Linked DNA regions of Oncorhynchus kisutch: region 1 is linked to region 2. A link is a contact called in public Hi-C data. All regions are on one chromosome and are shown on one strand. Each heading gives the region's core, a stretch centred on a gene start, on an enhancer-like site or on the middle of the called end of the contact. The rest is flanking DNA. Distances are from core to core; before and after follow the strand shown. Region 1 holds the start of LOC109877844 (transmembrane protein 38B). Region 2 holds the start of LOC109877826 (ornithine decarboxylase antizyme 2-like).

Region 1 (5,915 bases), core at 3,350-5,849, 180 kb before region 2:
GTTTGCCGTTGGAGCAAGGTAGTTGATGTTGCAACTCAAGTCGGGGTTACAGCACATCAACAACATCCCTAATCAAACTGCAGTCATGCAAACCATCAATTGAAAGCAGGTCGTGGTCAATTGACGGAAGGTTATAACAGCTGTAATAACCTTTTAACGAGCTTAGTAAAGAGTTAAATCACTGTGATAGCAGGAGGAGCAGTGTAACCATGGCTCCTTCGGATCACTGACACAACAACGCTTAACAGGTTGTTATGGTGACATATTTAACCTACCCGTTTAAATATACCCCGGTCCCAGATCTGTTTGTGTTCCCTTACCAACTCCTATAAGAGTTGTCACACCAAACAGTTCGCAAGTCCACACAAACAGATCTGGGACTAGGCTAGGTTAAATGAAGGTAGTAAACAAAAACAAAGAAAAGCGCGGCGGCCATGCATGCACCAGATCTGGGACAAAGCCTTCTGGATAGAAGATTTGTCAACAGTGGATCTCTAAAGATGAGTTTACTCAGAGCCATATACAGTATACAGTCTATACATACTGTATGACTCTGGATGGATTTTAATAGAAGGTGGATGGGATTGTTACGGTAATGACATGTACTTATGAAGTAGTAACATACCTGTCTACTGGGAAACATACTGTAACCTGTAACATAACCAAAAGGCACAACATTCATGAATATGCCTATACAAAAGAGTTCAATGATAAATAGTGCAGATAGTTAGTTCAATGACATGTATGCAAATGTGTACACAACATCTACTGTAGGTGTTATATCGCTTGAGCATAGGCATAGAGTTGGTAACACGTAGCACTGTTTAGAGAGAGGCTTTCTTTCTCCTGTGAGAACTGATCAGACAGCAGAGAAATAGAGTTGGACACACTGGAGCAGTGTGTTTCTCCACATACAGCAGCAGCGTGTGAAATTAGCTGTGATGAGCTTCCTGTAGTTGAAAAGCAGGTCATGCCTTGAGGGCTATAAAAGCAGCAGAGCGAGCAGAACCAGCCAAGCAACAAAAATTAAGGAAGGCTGCTTCCCCCCGTTTAGCATAAGTAAACAAGAGCGGTTGTGTCAACTAATACGTTCTACTGCATATCTGTAATTATTGAAGCTCGTTGAATCGTCTATCCCTTGCACACTGAGAATCCCTTGAGAATGGGTGAACTGGTTATGCTGCCAGCTAGGGATATTCATTGTGTGGGTTGTTGAGTTTTTGCCTAAAACATTTGAATTACGTCATGTAAAGTGCTGTGCTTCTCCTTTCATGAATCACAGTATTTGCCTGTTGAATATACAGCCCCAATAAAAGACAGGAGGTGTTTACCATGTTTCCATTGTGACATTTCTGTGACCCCTTTACTTTTGCATTTGGACAGGTACAGTGTGACAAATTACACCCCAAAAAGGAACGCTTGCTGGAATCCAATCTCTCGTCGCAAACCAGCAGAAAGAGTAACCCTGCAGAGGTTTAGCTTTTTTAGGTTGTGCAGGAGACACTATACACTTCACCCTGACCACCATGCCTCGAGAGACCTTGGTTACTAGCACATTTTGCATTCAGAGGGCATTTACAAGTCAAATCTGATCTCGCTGTCAGGCTGGCCTCCTTGGATAGTTATGGGTAAAGCAAAGACAACATCCTGGTGTCGTGCTGCTATGTAGTTTGTTGTGGTGAGTAGAGTTGGCCCCAGTCTGATTTTTCACATGCACTCTCTCCAAACAGGAAGGAACAGAATGTGGTGTAACCCCTGTCTCTCTGTTGTTCCGGTTTACCGGGTTCATTTACTGGGTTTCTATAGAGCTGCGGTTTGTTACTAGACCCCGTTTAGAAAACACTGATGTATGTCGCTGTGAGAGACTAGTTTTACGTCACAGAATCCTCAGAGTCCGGGAGTGACTTCTCTCTCTCTCTCGTTCAGTCCGTTTGTCTTTCTGTGTCTGTCTCTCTGGGCTAGGTCACCTCTGTGAGAACTTGATGGGGCACTTCTTTTTAGATTACAGACTGTACACACAATGAACTAATGCTGCATTTTTCCATTTTAGATGGCAGACAGACCTCCCACTTCTTGCACAACTCACTCAGTGAAGTTTGTTTGGACACAGCTTGAAATAACTGTATAAAGACAAGTGCTCATGAAAAATACTTGGTGTTTATTATAAACACCATCTACATATCAGTGGTGCTTTTCAAGTAGCTCTAAATGTACAATGTGCCAGTTATTTCTATGAAAAATGTCAAGTCTGAGTGCTTTGTGGGAATCATGACAAGATCCAGTGCTGTTTAAAAATGAAGGCCAGCCAGAACAGGATGGAAGACAGAGGGGAAAAGAACAGGCTCTTTTGGAACATTCCTTTCTGGGAGAAAATAGGATTTGGAACTTAGAATCTAATAACTTCTCTGTGGCATAAGTTCTAGAATTTATCACTGATATGGCTGTAGATTCCACTAATATGGCTTTCTGTGTTGTAGAAGCCATCATAATACAGGCAAGGCTATGCCCATATCGTGTCACACACACAAATTCTCCACACACCCAGGGGAGGGGTTATATTAGGACCACTGGTGCATGTTGGGTGACCGTGTGATATTTTGGGAGGTTGACAGCAGAGGAAAACTGCACGAGGGCAACCACCTCCATTACTCACACCCAGGAAGCCTGTGGGACATATAGACTGTACCCCAATTGACACCCTATTCCAAATTTTGCAGGGAATATGGTGCCATTTGGGATGCAGATCATAGCCTATAGGATCAGCAGCAGCTGAGGTATTGACAGGCCAGAGGGAATGAGATGCCACACAAGTCAGTGAAGCCACACTAGCTCTAACCCTGCTGTTTGTTTCAGACCTGGGTTCAAGTATTATTAGATATCATTTCAAATTCTTTATCTGGGCTTGATTGAGCTTGCCTGCCGCAATGGAACCAATAGAAAAGTCACAAAAATGCAACTATTCATCTGGCACTCCAGACAGACTAGAGTAAATGCTTGAGTAGTTTATTTTATTTTGAACTCCAGGTCTGGTTTGTTTGGGGAAAAGGTCAACATTGAAATTGTAAAACTCCACCCGTCTCTAAACTGAGCCACTATAAGAGTGGCATAAATATAACAGACTTGGCATAGCTGCTACCTATATCACAATGGATAGTGCCAGTGATAATGTGTTTGTTGTAAATGTTAAGATAACATCTCTATGACGTCAATACAGCCATGCCATTGACTAATTTACTTTCATTGACCTTTAAACTTAACATAAAAAACATTATCGTGATTCATGAAGAATAGGCTACAGTAGTTGTTTGTGTTCTCTAAATCACACGTTCTGTGTTATTATCCATTTATAGCCTACTGTAGATCATAATCTACATTTGGGTCACGTTTTTCCATCAGTGAGTCTTGAGGCAGTATTGATGCCAAAACAGAGAGGAGGCCCATTCAATTATTGATGGGTCTCTTTCGCCTCCCTTCTCAAACACAGAGTATCAAAAATCGTATATCTGCAAATCTCCAGTTACATACAGTTCAGGCTACAGTTTTAATCTTAAATAATTAGTCCACACGCCCTGATACAGCGCAATACACAATCTCACTATGTTTGTGGGAGAGGGATTGTGTGTGTGTGTGTGTGTGTGTGTGTGTGTACAATCACTGTCCACTATATGAACTTCAAAGGTGCAAAAGCGGCATGACTTGACCTTGTTAAAGTCAACTGGGCAAATAGATAAAAACAAATAGATTTAGCTAGGACTCATGCATAACTTTGTAACTTTTGTTATATGAGGGATGACAATTCTCAAATGAATCCCGCAGCAGTTATCCATTCCCTAAGATCATTATGCCACCCAGCTGTGGTTATTTCGAAAATGAAAACATAACGGTAGACTACGTCAACATTCAACGTGGCCAAAAACGTTGAATTGTGTGGAACGCGCTCTCAAGTTTCACGTTCTCACACGCTTAATCGAACGCGTACTGACACGTCTGGTGTGGCGGCAACTCGAGGCTGAAATCTGTCACCAGGGAGCAACAAGTGTAGTACTCAAGCCTCGCCTTATTGTCATGAAAATATGGAAAGTAACGAGGCAAAACAGTCAAGCGTTATAACAGTTATAGCTGGGCTACTGTGGTGAACTAGACCGGTCAATGTCAACCCGCCGTTGGAACGGTCTTTGCTTACCTGGCTGTTCTCGCAGTGCCATCACTGAGACAACGTAATGCGCCGTGTCAAAATATGGAAACATAGACAGACCAGCCAGTCCATGGGACACTTCGTCCAAATTCAGAACCCCAAACAAATCCATATTTCTGTTACTCTGGAATCCCTCGAGTTGAGTGCTCTCTACTTCTAATCTTCGAGGTGTTTAAATAAGTGGCAGTCGTCCAACTCCGAGCATCTGTAGCAGTCTGTCTTGTCTTCAGAGTTCTTCAGAGTTCAGATCGAAACAGCTGGTTCTGACGAGCGCAAAACTGGCAACACCTGATTAGCGGTCAGCAACGGCTCCCTATGGACAAGGGACAGCCAATGCAAGGCCATTGACATCAGGATGCGGAATTCCGGCTTCGTCGGTCCGTCAACGGTGTGGCGGTTTGAGCGAGCGGGGCTCTCTGATTGGCAAGAAGTGGAAGGATGAGCCAATCAGAGGTGCGTGTGTGGCTCGCGGAGTGACGCTATAGGACAGGTTCTCGCAATGCACTTCTGCACGCGCGTGGACGCACACACAAGCATACAGTTGCAACTATTTACGTATTTGTAATGACATGAGCAGCAGGTACAGTTATGCACAGGTTATTATCGATGCAACTGTTTACATTGTGCATAGGTAGCGTGTAACAACTGTGTAGCTGAACTTTGCATCAGTCATTACAGTATGAAAGCCTACCTGTCAAAAAGAAAAACGGGATGCATGTTTTATGTGTAGGTTTATTTATGATCGAGCAGTTCATGAACATGAACAAGAACTGTAGTTTAAGTTGGGGGCTCAACCATAGACTTAGATAGACATCGCATCTTTGTATCTGTCCCATTATGGCGCCTGTGAGAGCACGGCAGCGCCATGGAGCCCACCTCCATTTTCAATAAATGTTCTTCTTCTATATCTATAAATTGGCAAACAAACTGAAAGGGTACACACTGCCACTTGGAGCATGTTGCTTGAACTGGTATAAGTCCAAGATTGGCGATTTGCTGCCACCTGCAGTTATGGAACGTTTGCTTAGAGGTATAATTCATTGGCTGACATAGCCTGCAGGAAGATGTTTGGGGGTGGGGGTTCTACGATTACAGATGGCTATATCGGGCCTTTATACAGGACTAGTAAAGGACCAGTGAAGGACTTTTAAAAAACAACTTTTTTATTTTAATTATGATTTTTCATGGGATGCTGCAGCACCCTCAGCACCCCTACTTCCCACGGCTATGTTGGCTGATAATCTCTCCTGGTGACCTGGATGGAATTATGTGATCCTTCCTTAACCCATAGGAGGTCCCACCCAGTTGACTACTTCAAAATGGGGAAAGTCCTCAATGGCGCTGCCCAGGGCCAGCGTTATGGGGCCTGGCCCGCCCTGCTCTACCTCCATGCTCGTCCAAATAAAATATTGAAATATTCATTGTTTATTTGACCGAGACAAGTGCCCACAGAAAGGCACATCTCAATCTCAGATAAAGCATCTGAGCAAGCAAAACAGCGCCCCTCTGTCTCAGTATGTGTAGACCATGAATCTGATGCTGTCTGGACAAAAATAGTATGGCATGTCATATCATGTCATGAACTCAAGCTTACGGACAATGTCAAATGTGATATAGCGAAGCACCTGAGTGAGTTAGGTGAGCAATTACACAGGTACTTTCCCAAACCGGATGACACAAACAACTTGATTTGTTATCCCTTTCATGCCCTGCCTCCAGT
Region 2 (6,244 bases), core at 899-3,398:
GTGGACTCCAATCAAGTTGTCGAAACATCTCAAGAATGATCAATGGAAACAGGATGCACCTGAGCTCAATTGAGTCTCATAGCAAAGGGCCTTATGTAAATAAGGTTTTTCCGTTTTATTTTTAATAAATTAGTAAACATTTCTAAAAACCTGTTTTCGCTTTGTCATTATGGGGTATAGTGTGTAGATTGATGAGGAATTATTTTAATCCATTTTAGAATAAGAACTCCTTCAAGACGGTTGGAAAAGCATTCCATGTGAAGCTGGTTGAGAGAATGCCAAGAGTGTGCAAAGCTGTCATCAAGGCAAAGGGTGGCTACTTTGAAGAATCTAAAATATATTTTGATTTGTTAAACAGTTTTTTTGGTTACTACATGATTCAATTTGTGTTATTTAATAGTTTTGATGAACACAGTGGCCTTCTACTTGAATGAGTAGGTGTGTCCAACGTTTTGATGAACACAGTGGCCTGCTACTTGAATGAGTAGGTGTGTCCAACGTTTTGATGAACACAGTGGCCTTCTACTTGAATGAGTAGGTGTGTCCAATGTTTTGATGAACACAGTGGCCTTCTACTTGAATGAGTAGGTGTGTCCAACGTTTTGATGAACACAGTGGCCTTCTACTTGAATGAGTAGGTGTGTCCAACGTTTTGATGAACACAGTGGCCTTCTACTTGAATGAGTAGGTGTGTCCAACGTTTTGATGAACACAGCGGCCTTCTACTTGAATGAGTAGGTGTGTCCAACGTTTTGATGAACACAGTGGCCTTCTACTTGAATGAGTAGGTGTGTCCAACGTTTTGATGAACACAGTGGCCTTCTACTTGAATGAGTAGGTGTGTCCAACGTTTTGACTGGTACTGTATGTATCAAGGTGATCAATATTAGTTATGGAAAAGTGGCAACAAATCTGACCAATTAGCTGATTCGCATTCCATACACCCACTACTTTCGACACACCCACTCGCCCATACTCCGGTCACCATATTGGGCTGCAGCTACCCTTACTTGGAGCAAGCAGCAGACCGCTCAACATCACAACAAGTTGGCTATTATGAACTGAAATACTTTAGGCATTGCACCCTATTCACTTTATAGTGCACACTGCCCATAGGGCTCTGGTCAAAAGTAGTGCACTATATAGGAAATAGGGTGCCATTTGGGACAGTACCCAGTTCATGCCATGGTTAATATGATAAGCATAGTCTGGCATTTTGATTTGGGGCTGGCTAAAGACATGAAAGGAAATGAATCAGCCTAAAGCGTGAATGTTGCTGCATTTGTCTCCATAGGCTTCACATACCAATATAAGACTACCGGTAAGTACACATCATAATGGCAGTGGCCAGATTGGATGAGGCAATAGGTATAGGCCAGTTGCTTTGTCAGCCTTTCAACAGTTATGTATGAATGTTATGTTTTACTCCGAGGTAAAAAAAAAAAAAAGGTCACTGGGGTCAATTTAAGCACTGACTTGTCTTGGGTTACGTTCCAAATGACACCCAGGGAATAGGGTGCCATTTGGGACGTATTCTTGCTTTGCCTCTGGTAATAGCATCCAAGATAAATAGCTACTTCTCAAAGCTTATCCACCAAACATACTGACATTGACACCTTTTAGAGCCAGATAAACAATCCAAGGCTATATCCTCATCCCAAGGACATTAACCTGCTCAGCGAGAACATAGGTATGCAGTCTCTCCAGTCCACTGTTGGGTTCACAGAGAAAATGTTTTTAGCCAAAATGTCTAGTTTGTTATGGTAAAGTAGTATTTTATATTGCAGGGGAGGCAAAGTGGTATTTTATACTGCTGGGGAGGCTAAAGGAACAATATGCAAACCTATAGAAATATGTAGCTACTGTATTACATTAAATTGGCAATAATATGAATAAAGCCATGTTATAATTCACCTATTCACCCACTGTGTTCAAGCCATCAATGATGCTGTACCTTTCAAACAAATGAAATGTAACTGAAAGGCTAATTATAATGTTGCATGGAGACTGCACATTCAACTCGTCTCACCTTGATGACAAACATCAACCCTGCTGTCTGCCTGTCTTTGTTAGTTTACTTGCCGTGGTATTTTTCCACTTGCACGGAAGACGCCCCCATGTAGCTAACTTCACCTCTAACTAGCTACGTATCGCTTGTTTCCCCTACGTAGCTCATAGCTGGAGTTCAGAAGTGATCAAGCTCTATTCCTCAGCCGACCATTGCAGCGAGCAGTCAGAAGCCAGTCGTGTCTCTCTCCGAGGCCGGATGGTAAAATCCAACCTCCAGCGGATCTTAAACAGTCATTGCTTTGCTCGCGAGAAAGAAGGAAAACCACAGTTCTGTACTACAATGGCGGATTTAAGTAGTAACGTTAATATTTGTGACATGATTGGCAAGTAAGTGAAGACGGGAGAAAATAGCGAAGTGAAGTGGGGGATGGTGCTTTTTTTTTCAGTGACGAGGAAGTAGCCACTAATATAACCTTAGATTTAATTTCTTATGACGTAAAATATTGATTTGTCCACAACTGGTTAGCTAGATAAGTAATATATGAAACATATCCTACATTTTAATTTGGAGTGAAGAATTAGAACGTTATTGTTTAAGGTTAGTCCTCTCCATTAGCTTATCCTAAGCTAGCTAGCCCTAGGCTAAAACCTAGCTACATTATCAAGGTCCTCTAGGAAGCCTAGCTATATCCATCACCACGTTTTTTTTTTAAACGGAACACCTCAACCATTTTATTTCCATTTGTTTCAATGGTTGCCAATGACGTCGTTTTGTAGTTCAGCTAGATGAGTTAACGTTAGCTGTGTAACTAGCTTGCCACCTGAAAGCATAGCATCGTCAGGTAGCTAGCTACTGTTGACTCGCAGGTCAACGAGTTAAAAGGCCCCGAAATGAAACGGTCATTAGAATGGCTTGTTTCATGGGTGAGCAACTTGAAACGGAAGAAACACGCGGAATCCACGTCCATTGTTACCTTTTCTCCAAACACAATTGATTATTAATCAAAAGGCCCAAGTGACGCAACGTCATTCCTCCATTTTTGACGTCACAAACTCTTTTACGGTTACATTGTAACGTTATACCGTTATACTATTCGTCCCTCAAAATATTGTTGAATTAATCAGCCAACCCCTATGAATAAATTAAATAATGGTGCATATCTAAGTGGGAATAATTCCTTATTACATGTAGTATATGCTATTTATACGTTTGACTTGTAGCGATCATTGGCAGTTTTTTGACGGGCAGATACGCAGTTTAGATTGGGCATGTTATTCCTCGTCGTGCACGTTTTCCCCATCGTGGTGCATTCCGAGTATTTTCGGTGAGCCGGCTCCCAAACGGCTCTTTGTTCAAAATGCTTGAAAATGGACCTAGCTAGAACCCTGGAAAAAGTACAGATATCCAACGTATAGCCCAAAAGGTAAGCTATCAGATCGTGAAATGCGCGTTCAAATTAAATGTTACCTTTCACCACCCCCCAAAAAAAGAAAAGAGAAAATTAGCGAGGACCAGATTGACACACTCTCCCCACTATTTATTGTTTAGGCGGTGAGGGTTCACCCTCTTTAGATCATTACTTTGTAATTTATCTGCAGAAAAACTTCGTTTTTTTTAAAGAACACACGGCAGTAGTTGCAGTCAAGGAGCCAAATGAATGGCTCTTTCACCGATGCGGTTCGGTTAAACGTTCACCAAAAAAGACCCGTTCAAAAAGAGTCGTTCGTTCGCGAATGACCCATCACTAGTGCCCTCCTGATGCAAGGCAGCCTCCAGATGTCCCCTTCGAAGGGCGTTAGGCAACCTGCCGTGTGCCATATAATGCTATCCATCACATCCATGGTGGATTATGTTTATTCATGATGTAGTTTTGCCTTGCAATAATACAATTTGTTTAGGTTATAGGGCAAAATATGTCACCCTGAAGCCATATCAAATTTTATTGGTCACATACACATATTTAGCAGATATTGCTGGTTTAGCGAAATGATTGTGTTCCTAGCTCCAACAGTGCAGTCGTTTCTTCACAATACACACATCTAAAAGAATGGAATAAAGAAATATATAAATAATAGATTGAGCAATGTCGGAGTGGCATGGACTAAAATACAGTAGAATAGAATACAGTATATATGAGATGAGTAAAGCAGTATGTAAACATTCAAGTTAACAAGTGATTCCAAGTCTATGTATATAGGGCAGCAGTCTCTTAAGGTGCAGGGTTGCGTAACCAGGTGGAAGCCAGCAATGATGGCTATTTAATATAAGCTATTTTTCAGTCTCTTGGTCCCAGCTTTGATGCACCTGTACCGACCTCGCCTTTCGATGAGTATCACAATTATGAAGGGAGGTGGTGAACTCACATAGCCTACATGCAGTAGTGGTGTGTGGCTCAAATCAACCCAGAGAAAACAATTAAAGCCATATTACATCCTATGTGTTGTGATAAAGCATTTCGCTACACCCACAATAACTGCTAAATATATGTATGTGACCAATACAATTTGTGACCGTGATATATAGGCCTAAGGCCGAGACAATAAGAAGACCCAGTGGTAGAGTAAATGAAACCACACACAAAACCGGAGAGCAGCCTCTGTTTGGCACAGTCCACAAAGCATATTGCATGTAACAAACAGTTACGTGACCTACATTTCCGGACTATTAAACAACTATCGATTTAGAACCACAGAGTTACCGCAAGTCGCAAAGAAAACTGGAGCTGCTTCGGCTATTCCAGCTCCATTTCAACTTCATCATCAAATCACTTATGCTTAGTACAGTGACAACAAAAAAATGCCTAAAACAATTTGGTCCAATCAACGTAAGCCAAATATGATGTGGATGTCTATGGTTCTGATTTCTGTGTATTTGTGCAAAAAGAAAAAACGCGTTGACTCACCCTACTTGTATGGAAACACCAATGCCATCCTCTGCCTTTTCATGTTGACGAAACGTCTATGACTCAGTTATACAGCACATGCTTTTATTTGTTGTTGTTCTAGGATACCTGGCTAAAATGGTTGCTCGCTAACTTCCTTTCAAGGGCATAAATGTGCCAGGCAAGCTAGCATTAGCCTACTACATCGAGCACATATTGAACTTACATTCCCTCAGGCCAGGGGCACAATGTATGAGTTTATGTTTGGATCAAAATCGCTGTTATAATCATTGGTCAGTACAGAGAATGAAGTAAAACCAAATCACGATCTCCATCCATGGCTAATTTAGGAAAGGGCCACATTTTAACTAGCTAGCTAGACACCAGAGGACAACAATGATTTTATTTATTTATTCTCCTCTCGATGACGATTTGCTGTAGATGCGATTGGAGTGAAGCCAAATCCAAACTGTCTTTCCTTGACACTTAATTTTTTTGGTGCGCCAGGACCATTCACAGTTGAGCGCACACAGTTTAGCTCAACGCCGATTGGCAATTTTCTACTTCTTTCTTTTTTTATCAAGGGAGGCCAAATGCTCACTGGTTTCCATTGCATTCAATGCTACAGGTGGCAACAATGTCATACTCTTTTTGACCAGACAGCATCAGATAGATGGCTTACAGAGACAGAGGGGCTCTATTTTGCTCACTCTGATGCTTTCTCTGGTGAGATACATTAAGCTTCCTGTGAATTGAAGGAACATTTATGAAACAGAGATACGAAAGAGATAATTGTATGGTTTTTTTTCTTGGTACATTTTTTGGGGTAAGCCGGGCTTCACTTGGCATCCATGAATACACGCCACTGCCTCCTTGGACAACAGTTCCAACTATAATGCGCTTTGAGGGTGAATTAAATCACACAATCAGTATTTTGGTTACCAATTTTACTTGCACTTGATACGTTGGCCTGTATTGCACCAAATAATAAAAAATACACCGGGGAACACCAGATTTAAGCAACGTTATCCCGCATGTTCAGAGTCCTATTGCAATCAAAAGCTTAAAAACAACAATTAAAGATTAATATGTGTGTCTCCCTGTCCAGCCTGTCCCTACACTGTTGTAGTACCCGCGGTCCGGGGCCTCTGTGGTGCTCCTGATGCCCCTCTCCCACCCCTGAAGATCCCAGGTGGGCGAGGGAATGGTCAACGGGATCACACTCCTTCAGCTCGGCCGCTCTACTCTGTGAGTACATACACACATTTAACAATGCTCATGCAAATGCAACCATAATATTATCTTTCATATTATGCATACTCCTCTGACACACCAGGACATGACATGCACTC

The links. A called contact is a pair of places that touch in the nucleus more often than the background predicts.
Region 1: a contact with region 2 is called in a Hi-C map of muscle, with 7 times the contacts expected there. The contact joins the promoter of LOC109877844 here to the promoter of LOC109877826 in region 2. A contact is called at or near these places in 2 of 2 Hi-C or Micro-C datasets (liver and muscle).

The regions. Positions count from the first base shown.
Region 1 is chrLG23:5,719,602-5,725,516 of Okis_V2, reverse strand. It overlaps LOC109877844 (transmembrane protein 38B), which reads right to left and starts at 4,599. Exons shown (of 6, transcript XM_020470072.2): 1 at 4,184-4,599. The coding sequence starts at 4,307.
Region 2 is chrLG23:5,540,785-5,547,028 of Okis_V2, reverse strand. LOC109877826 (ornithine decarboxylase antizyme 2-like) reads left to right here and starts at 2,148. Exons shown (of 6, transcript XM_020470045.2): 1 at 2,148-2,397; 2 at 6,001-6,052; 3 at 6,054-6,140. The coding sequence starts at 2,267.